Linked DNA regions of Ovis aries: region 2 is linked to region 1. The links are chromatin contacts, called in public Hi-C maps. All regions are on one chromosome and are shown on one strand. Each heading gives the region's core, a stretch centred on a gene start, on an enhancer-like site or on the middle of the called end of the contact. The rest is flanking DNA. Distances are from core to core; before and after follow the strand shown.

Region 1 (3,743 bases), core at 1,070-3,569:
AGTCAGGACCCAGATTTAAATCCACCCATCACCAGCTGCGTGACCTTGGGCAAGTCACCTTTTCTGAGGTTATTTCTTCTTCTGTGAAATGGGATAATAACACCAAACTCTGTAGACTTAAGCAGTGTTCATGGAATAATCCTATTCAGTGAAGCATCCAACACAATCCTAGATGCAGAGTAGGTAATCAGTTTTTCTCCCTCCCTCCACCCTTCCCTTAAACAGAGTTTTTTTCAGGGACCACACCCAACAGCTGGAAGCAGCAGAAGCACCATATGGAATCAGAGAAAGAGGTGAGAGTCCTGCTTTGCCCCTTCCCAGCTGAGCCTCACTGAGCCTTGGGTTTCCCATCTGTAACTAGGGAATTATATGCCATGCCCCTCCTCACAGCATTGCTGTAATAGTTCAAAAGAGAGGGCCTCTTTTAGGGCAATGGCAATAGTGATCACAAAGGATTTAATGGAGTATTCTCCTCAGGTTGCTTGCTTCTATTTATCACCTGTGAGAGGAGGGACTCCCAGAACTGAAACACAGTCCTCTTTGTAGAAGGTCTGGCTTTACTGCCAGGAATACTTGGCATGCAAATGCGTATCATGTTCACAACTGTAAAAGAATGTACCAGAGCAGGATGTGAGCACACAGAATTCCGGCCTCTTGGTGGGCAAGGGGGAACCTAAGATGCTTGTTAATAGTGATTGTGTGGTTCAGAAAAGGTTTCCGTTTCCTCAACGCTAATGTGGGAGAAAGAGGAATTACAGATGGAAAGAATCTTATAAAGGCCTGTCTCTGCTCTAAAGTTCCACATTCTCTGAATCTCTGGTCATAGATATGTCCTTCTTTCCCACAGCTGTCCACTATAAATGTCCAATATAAATGAAGGATGGTGAGGTGGTCTCTGAAGGCTGGTCAGCCATCCCCTGGGCTTCTGAATTGTTTCCTGCCCATCTGATAGCAATTGATTATGCCTCTGATGACTCTTACCCTATCAACAGGGAGGCTTGTCTGTTAAGCTGATGGCTGCTACTTTCACCAGAGGGTGGCAAAATCGTGTCAGAAAACTCCAACCAGGAACCTCAGATACAAACGGAAAATGTAGAAATACCAGGGGTCGTCTGCCAAACTTAGATCCTTGCTCCTATTGGAACCCGGACCTTCAGCCTTAGCAACTCAAAGCCAGGGCCAGGAGCAGCAGCATCACCTGGGAACTGGTTGCCCGCCCACCTTCTTCACCCCTGGAGAACTAAATCAAGACACTCTGGGGGTGGAGCCTCCCAAGTGGTTCTGATGCACTGCTCTCGGTGGTTAAAGAAACAAACCACCGATTTTAAGGCATGAAGTCCCCGCCTTCTCATCAAAGTCCAGGTGTGGGCTGAGCCAGTGCTGGAGTCCAGCTCAGGTTCTGCTACCTCCCAGCCGTGGAACCCTGGGCAAGTTACTGAACGATTCTCAGCCTCAGTTTTCTCACCTGTAAAATGGAGATAATACCTGCAGAATCAGCTGTCCTGGGATTAGAAATAACCAGTGTGTGAGCTGGACCCATAAAAGGTAACTAGTCAGCGGTGGCTCCATTTGCTGCAGTGGATGGCATTTCTTTAAAAGCCCCAGGAGACGCCCTGGCCTTTGTCACAATAAGCCTCTGCACACAGTCTTTTAACCCCCCTCAAGTCCCTCGTTTGGATCCAAAGGCTCAAAGAAAGACAAGCAAATCCCGTCCTCCTCCCTAAGGGACCCAGAAGGCCTGAGATACTCTGTCCAGGCCGTGGTCAAAGGCCAGATCAGGCCAGGAGAGACCTTAAAGGTCATCTCGAGAGACTCCCTCCTTTTCCGCGGAGGGGCTGGGCCCAAGGTCAGGCTGTGAGATGCTGGCAGAACCGGGCCCTGGCTGCATCCACGCACTCACAGTCCTCGGCTCTCCCCCTGCTCCGCGCTAACGCCCTGCGCCCCAGCTGCAGGGGCGCCAAGATCACCTACTTGCCCCCACTGCACCCCTCAGATGGATCGGTCCGGGCCTGGCACCCTCAGCCCCGCGCCCCTTGGACTCCCGGCGGCCGGAAGTTCCCGGGTCCGCCCAGCCGCCTCGGGCGCGGGCGCCAGACAGGCCGGGCAGCACCTCCCGAGACCAGGCCGCCCCCTGGCGGGCCCGGGGCGCGCGGCAGCCGGGAGCCGGGCGCCCGCCCTCTCCAGGCCGCGGGGCGGAGTCGCAGCGCTCCGGGTCCGCTTCCCCGCCTCCCAGGCCCCCGCCCCGCCCCCTTCGGTGGGCTGCGGGGCGCGGCGCGGCGCGGCGCGGGCGGGGCGGGGCGGTGGGTCCGGCGGCCGTCGGAAGCTGCCCGCCGCGGGGCTGGCGAGGGCCGCGGGCGCGGGGCTCCGGCGGCCGCGGATGGGAGGCGGAGCCCGGGCGGGCAAGCGACGGCGCCGCGGCCACCATGGGGAACAAGCAGACCATCTTCACGGAAGAGCAGCTGGACAACTACCAGGTGAGTCTGGCCGCCCCCGGATCCCGAAGCGGCGCCCTTCGTCTCCCTCCCTTCTTTTTCCCGTCGCTTGCAGAGGCCTCCCGAAAGCCGGTTCACCAGGTTCAAACCTTGCTTCTGCCTTCAGCTCGACGCGTGACCTTGGGCCGGTGACTTCTCCAAGCCTCAGTTTCCCCACCCGAGGAATGAGAGCTTTCCAGTTAGAAGATTCTCGCAGGCGTGTCTTTCTGCTCCCCTTTTCTCTCTCTCATTCAAACTTCTTGCTTTTGGCCCCAGTCTGGACCCAAACCCCTTCCCGACCACTCATCCCAGAGCCCACATTGGCGCTGAGATGGAATCCTTAAACTTAAGCTGGAGGGAGGACTCTCCCAGCCCTCAAAACCCGGGAAGCCGCCGAGGAGAGTGAGTCTGTACAGCAAAAATGAGCTGGGTTGGAAGTGAAGCGCGTCAGTCCCCAAATACGATTCTGGGTTGGGGATGTCTTGTTACCCACTGGGATCTTTCCCTCTGCCCCCCGCATGAAAGTAACTGGCACAAGAAGTCAAGCCAGGTGCCAGCCTTATATGGTCACCTCTCCGAGCTCCCTTAGGCCCCAGCAACCACCCCTCCTAGGTCCCTCTGCTTCCAGAGTTAGGGAGCTGCCCAGATCATATCCCAGTGCCCTCCCACCCATGTGCAAACTTTTCTGTGGTTGCAGGATGGAGCCCAAACTCCTGACTTGCCCAGAGCCCTGGCCAGCCTGCTGAGGCTCTTTTCCTGCCCTGCGCACTGCAGCCACCGCAGAGCTATCCTCCTTCCCTTGACACACTGGGCTCTTTCCTGCTCCTTTTTGCACATTCTCTGGGATGCTGCTCCTCAGGCTTCAGGTGATCTCGCTTATCCTCCCAGGCCCAACTCTGATGCTTCTTTCCAGGCTCTGCCAGGCAGAGAGGCCTAGACAGTATTGTGGCCTATGTGAAGCATGACTGGGGGAGATGAACACCCGTAGGGTCTCCATGGCCGCCCCTTGCCTTTGTGAACATTTCAGAATCAAGCCTGAAGTATGGGTCCTCTGATGTGGGCACCCCTTTTGCTCCTGGAAGCGCTGGTTGTCAATAACAGTACTTTCTCAGTTCCACGTGAGGCCCTGAGAAGGAGTGGGGGGCGCCACATCGGTGGAGTGCCTTCCCTGTGCCCAACGCTATAATGAATGCTCTCTATGCATCAAGTCATTTGATCATCACCGAGAGCAGGATTATTAGCCCTGTTTTACAGGAGAGTAAACAAAGGCTG
Region 2 (3,877 bases), core at 1,286-3,785, 150 kb before region 1:
GCTTTATCCCCTTCATGGACGGTGGGGAGAGAGAAGTACTGTATTCCTGAAACATCATAGAACCCCTCCCCTACCTCCCTCTAAGCTGAAAGGGACCTGCCAGACACTTCAAGAGTCTCACTAATTCAATACCTGGTTATAAATATTAGTTTAAAACAAATCAACCATCTCTGCTCAGATATGCAAGGCAACACCTACAGAAATGTATTACTGGTCAAGTCTAATTTTAAAAAAAGCTTCAGAACACCAGCAGCCGACTCACTCCAACTGCAGGCACACAGCCATGATTTACGCTTGAACAGAGCTTTGAGATCTGACCTGAACCGGGGTCAGAGGCTGTCCCACACGCTGCCCCTGAAACGTGAAATTAGAAGCCTGGCTGTGCTCTCCTTAAAGGATGTTCTCAGAAACAGCCTACAATGAATAGAGGGAGCAAATCTATGAATCACCAACACTACATAAAAAGCCAGTGACTTTCAAAGCTACAGTAAGCCACCTAAATATAGATGAGAAAGAACACAAGTAACAGACAAATGGTCTTACAGGAAAGCATTTTAAACTTGTGACAGCCACACTCGGCACATGTGGCTAAATATAAACATTCTATCACTGTTGCCACCCAGCCAACCTTCTTAGGCAGCTTTCTCCAGCTTGCAAACGCTCCCACAGACAGGTATTTTGATCCTGGCGCTGTTTCGGGCAAGTCTAAGTGTTAGAGGAGTGAACTACAGCTTCAAAAGTGGTCCAAGTGTCATCGCTATCACCTACTACAAAACCCCACCTCCCAACAACCATCCAGGACATCCCAAGTTTTATAAGACAACAGCAAGAAGTCAGAGGAGGAGTGAGAAGGCCAATAAGCTTTCCCAAGGATAAATGCCTCATCCTTCTAAACACCTGCTCTGGTGGGTAACAAGCCTCGGGCATAAAAAGCAGGTTGATTCTTCTCTCCTATGAACAGGATGAAAAAGTTTCACTTAGGCCTTTCATTTATGTATGCAGAGCATTGTTTAGCCTATTATTGGTCCTTAAGGTCAACTGCGGGTCATCGGTCACAGAAAACCCAGAATGTTCATATAAAATGATGTCAGGTTAAAGATCTCCATGTCTCTGTCTAATAAAGAAAAGGTGATTAGTCAGTGTCTGACAACCTTGATCGGGCAGGACATAGGCACACAGGACAAAGTCAGCTATTCTCCAGAGGGACACCGGGATGTCCAAGGTACTAGCTCAGATTAAAGAAATTCATCTCCAAGGCTTGTGCATCAACAGAGAAAAACAGAACAAGACTAACTCAAATCCAGTCGTTCCCAGCAGGAACACAACTTCTGATCGCGTGTGCCTCAGTTTCCCTGCGTGCTGGCAGCCTTTCCTAGAGGAATGTCCGTAAACCCTAGGAGAACGGGGGCCCTCACGTTTCCGTCCCGGCCCTCCCCCGCATTCAGAGGCGCCCCCTAAACACTTGTGGAGCGACCAGAGGAATGAATGGGCCGAGCGGGGAGTCGCCAGGGGTCACCAGTCCTGATACTCCGCCCGGCGAGCCTGGGGCTCGGCGAAGTGCCCTCCATCTGACCGCGCCGCGCCCCCTCGGCCTCGGGCCACCCCAGGGCCCGGCCCGGCCCGGCCCCGCGGCGGGGTGCTCGCGGCACCTGGCGACCGCCTCCTCAGCAAGCGTGGCTCGGGTTCCCCGCCGCCTTCAATAATTCACAGCCCCCGAGCTGCGGGCTGAATAATTGACGGCGGGCCCCGCGCGAGCCCGGCCCGCGCCGCCCCGAGCCCGGCCAGCACCTTCTCGCCCTCATCCGGGTTCTTGTCTGGGTGGTACTTGAGCGCCAGCTTCCGATAGGCCTTCTTGATCTCCTCCGGGGAGGCGCTGGGCTTCACCCCCAGGATGTCATAGTACTGGGTCTCCTTCACCATCTTGTCTCTGCGGGGTGGGGCGGGCAGGACGGTCAGCGCGCCCCGGACGCCCCCGCCGGGCCCCCGGCCCGCGCCCCCGCCGCCCGCCCGCGCGTCACGGTCACGGCCGCCGCCGCCGCCCTCCCGCCCGCCCGCGCCGGGCCGACCTCCGCGCCCGGCACCGCCGCACTCGAGCCGCCGGCTCCTCCGCGGCGGGTTTTATCCGGCGCCGGCGGAAGGTTCCGCAAGGAGACAGTGACGCCACAAAGGCCCAGAACCTTCGCGGAGGTTCCGGCGGCGCCTGGACCTGGTGGGCTGGGGCGCGGCGACAGGTTCTCGGCCGGGACTCCCGACGCCCCGGCCCGGCGCGACACCCCCCGGCTCACCCGGTATCCTCGGTCGTCTGCTCCTCCGGCCGCCCGTCTGACTCCCCGGAGCTCCAGTTCTGACTGCCGCCCCGGGCCATGTTGGGGTGTTTGGAAGACGGCTTCGGCGTGGAGGGCGCCTTCCGACGGCCGTCCCGCCGACGCGAGGCCGTCCCCTTTCCCTTCCGCGGGTCCGTGGGTCTGGCCGGCTCGAGGATCGGGTGGTCTGGAGGGCAGCGTCGGCGGGAACCCTGCCCCAAGGGGTTGGACTGGGAGGGCTGCGCCCCGCGTTCCCCACCCGGCCTCTCCCTGGGGGTGTGGCCGTCCTCTTGTTTGGTCATGGCTGGGATGCGCCCTGAGGCCTGCCTCGTATTGTTGCATTTTTTTAGGGGTTTTGAGTGGGTAGGGGCCCTCTACTGTGCTAGGGCCGCATTTCCCGAGGCCCTGCAGCTGCTGGCACCTCCCCTGGGGCATCTTCAAGGCTGAGGTGAGCCAAAGCCCTTCCAGGTGCGTACAGTGGTGCTTTGCTGGCCCCAGCTGTGGATGGTGGTCTCTCAACTACCCACAACTGGGAACCCCTGAAGTCTCCCAAGAGTAAGCAGTGACGTCCCCCAGATGACGCCCGTTAGATAGGAGCAGTGACATCCCCTATGTCTCCCAAAGGTGGGCAGAGACCCCTCCTCCTCCGAACCACCCAGGTTGGTCCAGGCTGGTGGGCGCAATGGGCGTGGGGAGTCGGGTAGGAGAGTGGTTCTGGAGACTGCAGCAGGACCCTCCCTGCCTGGTGCGGTAACAAGACCCTGACTTCTTCCGCTGTGCCCAGCTCCCGGTGGGTGCCTGGGAACCAGGATCGCTACTCACTGTAGTGACGTGGGCGTGGCAGGCAGCACTATCAGAGAATTGCAGGCCTTCTGCTCCAGCCCAGCCTTGACTTTGCGGGTGGAGCGCTGTCAGGAAGGGGAGGCCGCTGCTCACCTTCCTGGGATCCCTTGGCCTCGTTTTGGGTCCTGTGGCTGAGGCGAGCACCATACCCTCCTCCAGGTAGTCAGTGGGGGTGAGAAATGACTTTTAACTTCCGAGAGAAATTAAGCTGCTCATTTTTGTTCTTGGAAACATTGCTTTTCCCCTCTCAATTAGACCACTGGAGAGCAGAGAATGCTCAGAGCTGGAAGTCAACAAGCTTGATTCCATATCCAGATGTTATTAACTAGATAAGCCTTAGCCTCTCTGAACTTGTTTCTTCATCAGCAGGACATGGTTATTGCCACTTGCCTGCCACCCCCACGGGGCTCTTGCAGGGATCAAATGGGATGATGACTGAAGGCTTCTAAGACAGTGGATCTCAAACCTGGCTGTTCATGGGGATCACTTGGGCGCGTCTAAAAATCCCTGTGTCCAGGCTGCACCCCAGACTAATCGCATCCAAACTTCTCTTGGTGGAACCCAAGTGTCAGTCCTTTTCAAGTTCTCCAGGTGATTCCAGCGTGCAGCCAGAGCTGAGAGCCACTGCCCTACACCACACATTTACCCAGATTCAGTAGTCTGAACCAGCGACTGGCAGGAAGGGCCTATGTGAGTGGTCAGAGCCCAGATGCATAGAATGGGACTGTGAA

The links. A called contact is a pair of places that touch in the nucleus more often than the background predicts.
Region 2: a Hi-C map of mixed tissues shows a contact between it and region 1, with 2.0 times the contacts expected there. The contact joins the promoter of DNAJA4 here to the promoter of CIB2 in region 1. A contact is called at or near these places in 2 of 16 Hi-C or Micro-C datasets (mixed tissues and retroperitoneal adipose tissue).

The regions. Positions count from the first base shown.
Region 1 is chr18:28,330,575-28,334,317 of ARS-UI_Ramb_v3.0, reverse strand. It overlaps CIB2 (calcium and integrin binding family member 2), which reads left to right and starts at 2,319. Exons shown (of 7, transcript XM_042235178.2): 1 at 2,319-2,474.
Region 2 is chr18:28,476,204-28,480,080 of ARS-UI_Ramb_v3.0, reverse strand. DNAJA4 (DnaJ heat shock protein family (Hsp40) member A4) reads right to left here and starts at 2,535. Exons shown (of 7, transcript XM_042235183.1): 1 at 2,286-2,535; 2 at 1,789-1,927. The coding sequence starts at 2,365. LOC121817100 (a long non-coding RNA gene) reads left to right here and starts at 2,173. Exons shown (of 2, transcript XR_009597233.1): 1 at 2,173-3,877.